Linked DNA regions of Cricetulus griseus: region 2 is linked to region 1. Evidence: chromatin contacts called from public Hi-C data. All regions are on one chromosome and are shown on one strand. Each heading gives the region's core, a stretch centred on a gene start, on an enhancer-like site or on the middle of the called end of the contact. The rest is flanking DNA. Distances are from core to core; before and after follow the strand shown.

Region 1 (3,992 bases), core at 1,020-3,519:
AATCAACTTTAAAAATTATTTTTGGTTTTTCAGGACAGAGTTTCTCTGTGTAGCTGTGGCTGTCCTGTAACTTATTCTGTAGACCAGGCTGGCCTCAAACTCACAGAGATCTGCCTTCCTCTACCTCCCAAGTTACTAGAATTAAAGGCCTGTGTCACCATCGCCTGGCTATAAATCAACTTTTTAAAATGTTAAAAGAGTATGTTTTTTAAATCTACTTTTGATTATCCTCCCTGAACTGAGCCCTCATTGTCTAAATATAATCTTGACTGTTTGGTTCTAAAGCCAGTTAGAGTACCATTCTGTATTGTCCTAGGCTAACTGGGGAACTAGGTGTAAAGATGAGCTGGCACAAAGTCATTGGTTGGATTGCCACAAGAATGAGTCTGGATTTCATTTAGTCACTGGGGACTGTAGAACTATAGAAAGTGACCAAGTAAAATGTATATTTGAATGAGTCATTGTCCCGGCATTACTGAGGGTCAAGAGGACCATGGCTGTCCATCCTGAAGTCAAGAGTTCCCTGGGATGCTCATCGTACCCTCTCTGCTGGGTAGTTTTGGTCAACTTGACACAAACTAAAGCTACCCAGGAAGAGGGAGCTTCGGGTGAGGAAATGCCTCCATTGCTCCAGCCTGTGAGTATGGCTGCAGGGCATTTTCTTGATGAATGATTGATGCAAGAGAGCCCAGCCAGCTTTGTGTGATACCTTGCTGGTTGTAGGTTATGGAAGAAAGCAAGCTGAGCAAGCCGGTAAGCAGCATTCCTCCATGATTTCTGCATCAGTTCCTCCAGCCTTGACTTCCCTCAATGATGGAGTATAACCTATAAGCCAAACACACCTATTATCCCCAAGTTGCTTTTGGTCAGTGTTTTTCGAAGTGACAAAGAAGCAAACTAGGGTAGTCTCCTTCCTTGGAACCATGTTCCCTTAGACTATGAAATCATTGACTTGGAATAGAAAAAGGTGCTGTTCCAAATGTCACTCCAAAAACAACTTTTATAAAAAGATAAGAATAATGGTTTTCCATGCCAAATTCCATGCTAATATTCATCTACAAATTTCCTCACCTATTTGACATTTTCAAAAACAACATGCCATAACTAGTACTTATTTAAAATGTAAACTTTGAAGTTGGAAATGAAGATGATAGGGACCTTTCAAAAGAATACAGGGACAACTTAAATTTTAAAGGACAGAGAGCAAGCACAAGAGAATTGACAACGTCATAGCAAGCAGAACTCATTAGACTCCCTCTATCTGGAACTGTCCCCTGCCTATGCCTTTGCAGTTTCATACATTATCACAAACAGCGTGCTGCCTTATAGTACCTTATAGTTTATCCATGCTTTTCTGAAAATCCTATGAAGCTTTAAACAAGTGGTTCTCAACCTCCCTGATGCTGTGACCCTTTAATACACTTCCTCATATTGTGCCGACCTCCAACCATAAATTTATTTTCATTGCTGCTTCATGACTGTAAATTTGCTACTCTTATGGATCATAATGGAAATTTATCTGTATTTTTTTTTTCTGATGGTCTTAGGTGATACCCATGAAAAGGTTGTTCTACATCAAAAGGGGTCGAGACCCGTAGGTTGAGAACCACTGCTTTAAATGATTTAATTTCATTATGGCAGCTGAAACAAGTAAACATAATGGCCATTCTAGATGCTTTGGTACTGTATATAATGTTCATGGCAGTTAAGAGTTGAGTGTTAGTACTAGGTGAATTGGCTTGAGTTCAGATACTGCCTAAGCCTCAACTCTCCCACTGAGAAAGCCACGATTTCTGTTTCGAAGGATTATTGGAGGATTGATCCAGTTTGTAATGACACCAGAGTGGTGCCTGGCACGCAGTGAGTTCTCATTAAGTAGCTGTGATACTGGGCAAGAAGAAGGAGGTGGTGTCTTAGGGGGATCCAGAACATTTGTGATTCACCTCTTGAATCTCTCTCTTTCTCTTCCTCTTTCTCTGAATGTATGAGTGTGTGTGTGTGTGTGTGTGTGTGTGTGTGTGTGTGTGTGTGTGTGTGTTGTGTGCAAGAGACAGCGAGAGAGAGGGAGAGAGAGACAGAGAGAGAGAGAGAGAGAGAGAGAGAGAGAGAGAGAGAGAGAGAGAGCTCTTTCCACAAGTAAATCCTCAAAACCTTATTCTAACACACATTGAACAGTAGGGAGCCATCAAAGAGCAGGAGCTTTTGCCTCTCCCTGACTTTCCCTCCCACCCTTTCTTGGTTGTGTCCCTGAGTCACCTCTGTGGAATTCCAAGGCACCCCATCGCAGTTAGATCACCCACAGGACTTGAAGTTCTCTGAACTATTTTGCTTCAGCTCTAACACTTCCTGGCAATGAGAACTGGCATCTGGCCATGAAATAGAAGTTGTGTTCCCTATGTTTGGCTTCTTCCTGACTTAGCAAATTGTTCCTACTATGGACTTCATGTCACCAGCTAAGCTCCCCCCAACTCACCTCTGCCAGCAAACCCTCACCCCAACCCCAGTTCCAGCACTGAGGTCAAATACAGAGGCAGGACAGGACGTGGAAGTGATTCCTTGTCCCATGACCTCTTACTCCCTCTAGGACTCTGGATTTATCTCAACACTGGATTTATCTCAACAGCCAGACACAGTGATTTTGGCAAATGAGGCTCTCAGCCAATCACATGACATAGCTGTAGAACCCTACATTTTCTAGAACAGCAGTGAGCTGCTTGATAGTCTACCATTTCCATCCTGTGGAAAGTTTATCACTCAGATTTCCCTTCTTCAGCCCTCCTTGTTACCAGTATAAACTGCACACAGAATTCCAGGCAGCTCTGACTGGGCAGGAGCTCCTACATTGCTGCAAACCCTCAGGCACTTTCACTACTGAAATTAAGTTTGGCACCTTTGCATGGATCTCTAGGCTCATCTCTTCTTTCTCACATTCTGGTCCTTGCTACCAAGTCATATTTGCAACTGTAATCCATGCAGCTTCAGGAGAGATTTCTGCTCTCTTGGCCTTTACACATGAACTGTTCCTGTAACCTTTCTCCCACAGAGGACCATGGCTCCTCCCTTCTTCAGCTGCCTCTTCACAGAGACCTTCTTTGGCTACCTCAGCTAAAAGAACATTCCCAGTCTCATTCTAAAGCTGTACCTAGATTCCATGCATAGGTCTGAAACTCTCTGTTACATAGAGTACTTGTTGACTATTTCCAAACTTTGACATATCCCTTTGTAGGAATGTAAATGTGAAGTGTGACAGTTTGTATGTAACTGGCCCCCATAAGCTCATAGGGTGTGGCCTTTTTGCAGTAGGTATGGCCTTGTTAGAGGAAGTGTGTCACTGTGAGGGCAGGCTTTGAGGTCTCCTATGCTCAAGCTACACCTTTCAGTTCACTTCCTGTTTCCTGCTAATGAAGATGTTCAATTCTCATCTCCTCCTCCAGCACCATGTCTGCCTGCATGCCACCATGTTGTACCATGATGATAATGGACTGAACCTTTGAACCTGTAAGTCGCCCCAATTAAATGATTTCCTTTATAAGAGCTGCCATGGTCATGGTGTCTCCTTACAGCAATGGAAACCCTGACTAAGAAATGAAGAGAGAAGAAACACGGCCATGTTCACTGCTATATCCTCAGATTCTAGAATAGAATTTGGCCTGTGGCTGTGCAATGGGTCCATGTTGACTGAGTGACTAGGTGACATCAGTTATTACTCTTGCTTCTGCCCTGTGGTTTACAAACTCATAAATTTGCAGCACCACACAGTAAACATAGATGAATCTGTAGGACTGGTAGAAGATGTTGACTCTCAGTTGCTTGTTCCCTGATGAAATTCTACTCATGATAAATTTATTGTATTTGGTCTGCCAACTAAAGATTATGTCACCAAGTTATCAGTGTCATTTAAAACATACTTTTCTAGCCAGGTGTTGGTGGTACACACCTTTAATCCTGGTACTCAGGAGGCAGAGGCAGGTGAATCTCTGTGAGTTCAAGGC
Region 2 (3,992 bases), core at 435-2,934, 110 kb after region 1:
CTAGCTCTTTTGTACAGTTCAGAACCATCTGCCCAGGGAATGGTGTGCTGGACCCTCCCACATTAAATAATAACAGACAATCCCTCACAGATATACCCATAGGCTAATCCAGTCTAGGCAATTCCTTTAACTGAGCCTCTATCAGGTAATTGTAGGTTGTGGTGTGCTGACATTTAAAACTAACCAGCATATATATTGTTCTTTCATTGTGAGTTCAGGATCCCATTCCTCAGTTTTCCATGGAACATTCTCTGGATGCACAACTTTTTAAAGGTTTTCAGGAGGACAGTTCCGGAGTTATGAGATTCTCACCCCACTCCACCCCCAGATTACTGGAATATTTAGCAGGAGTTGGGGATGAGAGGCATCAGAAACGTGGTCCAAAGAAAATGGCCATTTTTTTTTTTAATCGCAAGCAAACCAAGGTGCCCTGTGCCACCTTGCAGTGGTTCATATATCTGGCTTGTTCAGAGTCCCACCAGTTTTATGCCACTGTAAGTCAGTTTTGTTGACAACTTGACACAGCTTGGAAAAGGAAACCATCATTGAGGAATTACCACCAAAAGATTGGCCTGTGGAGATGTCTGGGGAACATTGTCTTGATGGCTAGGAGGGCCAGCCTACTGCAGGCTGAACCATCCCTAAGCAGGTGGCCCTAGGAGAGGTAGTTGACTGTTCTTCTTTGTTTCTGCTTCAGTTCCTGCATCTAGGTTTCTCCTGCCTCGGTTTCCCTCCAGAATGGACTGTAATTGGTAAACCAAACAAATCCTTTACTCTCCACCTTATTTTGGGTCATGGTATTTATCACTGCAATAGAAAAGCAAACTAGGACACTGGGAACATAATATAGCTCTCAGGCCATATCACTTCTGTATCTGGCGATGAAAACAAAACAAAAACAATTACGAGGTGTGCCTGACAGAGCAGCTCTGTCAACTATCAGAAGCTCCATCAGACGGTCGGCGTCAGAGAACTCCGCTGGCTCTTCTGTTCTGGAAACTTCCCAGCGGTGGGTGGGAGGAGAGACAGGAGTGAAACAGGTACCTGAGGGGACAGAGCGCCCCCTTTCATATGTACTAGAAGGACTTCCTCGAGTTGGCCGTGTACCCTTGTTCTCAGTGAAGTGCTAGGTAGGACCAGGGAGGGAAAAAAAAAAAAAAAAAAAAAGCATCCTCCTATTCTCAGCCAGGGCGTGCAGGCGCTGCGCCTAGCCCTGCCGGGCACGTTTAATCATAACTCCTACCGCTTGCCTTTTACCATTCCAGCTAGGTCTTGAACTTATATCCCAATACCCTTTATCAGCTTTTGGTAGATGGGTCGCTTGGGATGTCGAAAGAGAACCAAAGTTTCCAAAGTGAGAAGACAAATGTAATCAAATATATTCAAATCCTCCAGCATACAACTGTTTAGGAGAGGATAGTCAGCGGGCCCCAAGAGGTCGCTGGTGGCGCAGGAACGAGACCAGATTGTAGAGAATGGAGGAAGAAAAAAAAAAATCACACACACCCAGAAACTTTCTTCCTTGTTGCTGATCTGGGCCCCCTCCTTCCTCCCTACCCGCCCCGGCAGAAGCCGTAATGTGACACCAGGCAGAGCGAGGAGTCCTGGAGTGGAGAAGGAGAAGAGCGCCGGGGAGGGAGGAGAGCAGGCCGCCTTGCGCCGGAGAGAAAGGGGAGGAGAGGAGAGGAGGGAAGCCCCTGTCAAGGAGGTGGAGCGAGAGGGTGGTGTCCGCCTCCCGATCCTCCCTGCCTTGAGCTAGCCGAGCCTGAGTCGGGACCAAACACGCCGCCCAAGACCCACACAAAGCCCGGGGGGGGTCCACGCTGGCGCTCGTGGCGAGCCGTGAGCGATCCCGGGGCACAGCGGGATCTGGGGAGCGGGGCTGCTAGCGGGACGCGCGATCGAGCGCGGGCTGCGATCGCCACCCCCACGCCGGGGCCCGGGACACCTCGGGCCCTACGGGGCTGCAGCAGGCAGCGGGGAACAAGATGAGGAGAGTGCCCTGAGCCCGGCAACTTCGGCCCGTCCCCGCCCCCACCCGGCTGCCCTCGGCGCGTCCCTCTCCATGTGCAGCGGGCCGGCCAGGCGCTCCGGCTGGCGGCGGATGGGTGACCTCTTCCTGGCCCGGGCGGGCTGTGCGAGGCGGCGGAGCCGGCGATGAAGAAGAAGCAGCAGCAGCATCCCAGCAGCGGCGAGGATCCCTGGCCCCATGGGGCCCCTGTGGGGGGCGCCCCTCCTTGTCTGGGTGGCTGCAAGCGCCGGATCCCGCTGCTGCCTTTCCTACGCTTCTCCCTCCGGGACTACGGTTTCTGTATGGCCACCCTGCTGGTCTTCTGCCTAGGCTCCCTCTTCTACCAGCTCAGCGGGGGACCCCCTCGCTTCCTGCTCGACCTGCGACAGTATTTGGGTAAGGAAGAGCAGCGTTGACCCGACAAAGTTGGGCACCCGGGGAAAGAGTGATAAGCGGAGAACATCTAAAGCTGTCACAGCCTCCACAGTCCCCGAGGCTCCCTAGGTGCGATGCCAGTGAGCATCCCTCCTAGTGGCAGCTGGGAGCGCCTGCTTCCTTCTGCGCGCCCGGCTGCCCGCAGCTGCACGGGGCTCTGAGGCCGGGATACCTGTTCCCCCTCACCACTCCAACTGGGGCAATGTATGCTTGTGAGTGTGTGTGTATACTCTGGCCCGGCGATGCGGGGACAGTACTCTCTGCGGTTATGGTTAATGACTTCCAATCCAGTACGGTCTGGCTTTCTGGGTTGTGGAGGGTGGGTTTAGCCCCGCTCTCCAGTCACATGTAGAAATTCTATCTAGTGGGTCCCCTTTTGTGGGTTGGCCCAGTTGCTCCACTCTGTCCCTGGGCTGGCTTGTCCATTGGCAGCACCTGCAGACCTTGCGGACTGAGAGAGCGGGAGGAATTAGGGCTGTCAGAAAGGTGTCAGTCAGCAGCTTAGCCTCTGGTGACCTGTCGAACTTCCGCCCTGTGTGTGTCTTAAGCCAGAACTTTTTTTCCTTTTGGTTTGTGGCTAAGGAAGAGGTTGGAACCAAGAAAACAGAGATTTCAGTGAGGTGTGACCTCGCTGCTGTCTCATCCGGGCTTCTAATTGCCAGAGCTTGGCCAGCACTCACTGAGGTCCCAGGGATGATGCTGGCTCTGGTGCCTTGGCCAAGCGAGGATGAAAATTCCTTGACTTCTGTAGCCAGAAGAGGTCGCGTGGAGGTTGCCTCTGAGGTGGTAAAACATAAGCGGAGGAACCGCAAACAGTGGTCATCTGCAGGCCCAGAGTCGGTTCAGGTGGAGACTCTGTCAAAGTGCTGGAAACAGAATGGGCTAAATGACGTGCCAAACCGGAGACTTCTACATGTACCTCCAAGGTCCTTTTCTCACCGAAGCAACAGGTCTAGACAGTAGACCATTTGGAAGGAAATACAAGAAAACCTCAAAACCACACCAACAAACGCCTTAGGCAGTCTGGGAGTGGTATAAACTGATAAACTAGTACTCGGATTTTTTAAAAGCTAAAAATCTCATTTCAGTAGAAATGTTGGGGGCACTGTGATTTTTGCAAGAGCCTCAATGGAAGACTAAAGAAAAATATTGCCTGGGTCAGATTTCCGAATTCTTAGCATCTGGCTTTATGGTTTTGAGTTAATAAACCCTTTTTATTGGTCAGTGTAACCTTCATTCTTTGTAATTCTGCATTTTGGAGTCTTGAGCCTTCTTCACCCGCTTTCAGACACCAGCTCCTGCTCCTGGTGACTTTATCTCCACTGTCAGGAACAATCAGTATCTGCTAGTATGGAGAAGTGTTGAAGCTCAGGGATATTCCTCCAGAGAGTCTCTGATAGTGTGCCACGCCCCCACCAAGCTCCTTTTAAGTGAAGTGTGAGGTCTGGGGTATAAAATGTGTTATATGGTATTGGGAGGCCTCTGTGTCCACTCTTCCCAGGAAAACTTGGCTTTGAGCCGTGTTCAAACTATAGCTTTGTCTCTC

What was found. Hi-C and Micro-C count contacts between places; a contact is called where the count stands out from the background.
Region 2: a contact with region 1 is called in a Hi-C map of fibroblasts, with 4 times the contacts expected there. The contact joins the promoter of Ust here to the enhancer-like site in region 1. A contact is called at or near these places in 2 of 8 Hi-C or Micro-C datasets (the CHO-K1 cell line and fibroblasts).

What each region holds. Positions count from the first base shown.
Region 1 is chr2:279,570,327-279,574,318 of CriGri-PICRH-1.0, forward strand. No RefSeq gene overlaps it. Among named protein-coding and RNA genes, the nearest start is that of Ust, 110 kb to the right of the region's middle. Within about 2 kb of position 2,270, at least 2 of the 6 cell types and tissues checked have open chromatin away from gene starts, as enhancers often do. A contact at or near this core is called in the CHO-K1 cell line and fibroblasts, where this site is marked.
Region 2 is chr2:279,678,595-279,682,586 of CriGri-PICRH-1.0, forward strand. It overlaps Ust (uronyl 2-sulfotransferase), which reads left to right and starts at 1,685. Exons shown (of 8, transcript XM_027402046.2): 1 at 1,685-2,407. The coding sequence starts at 2,158.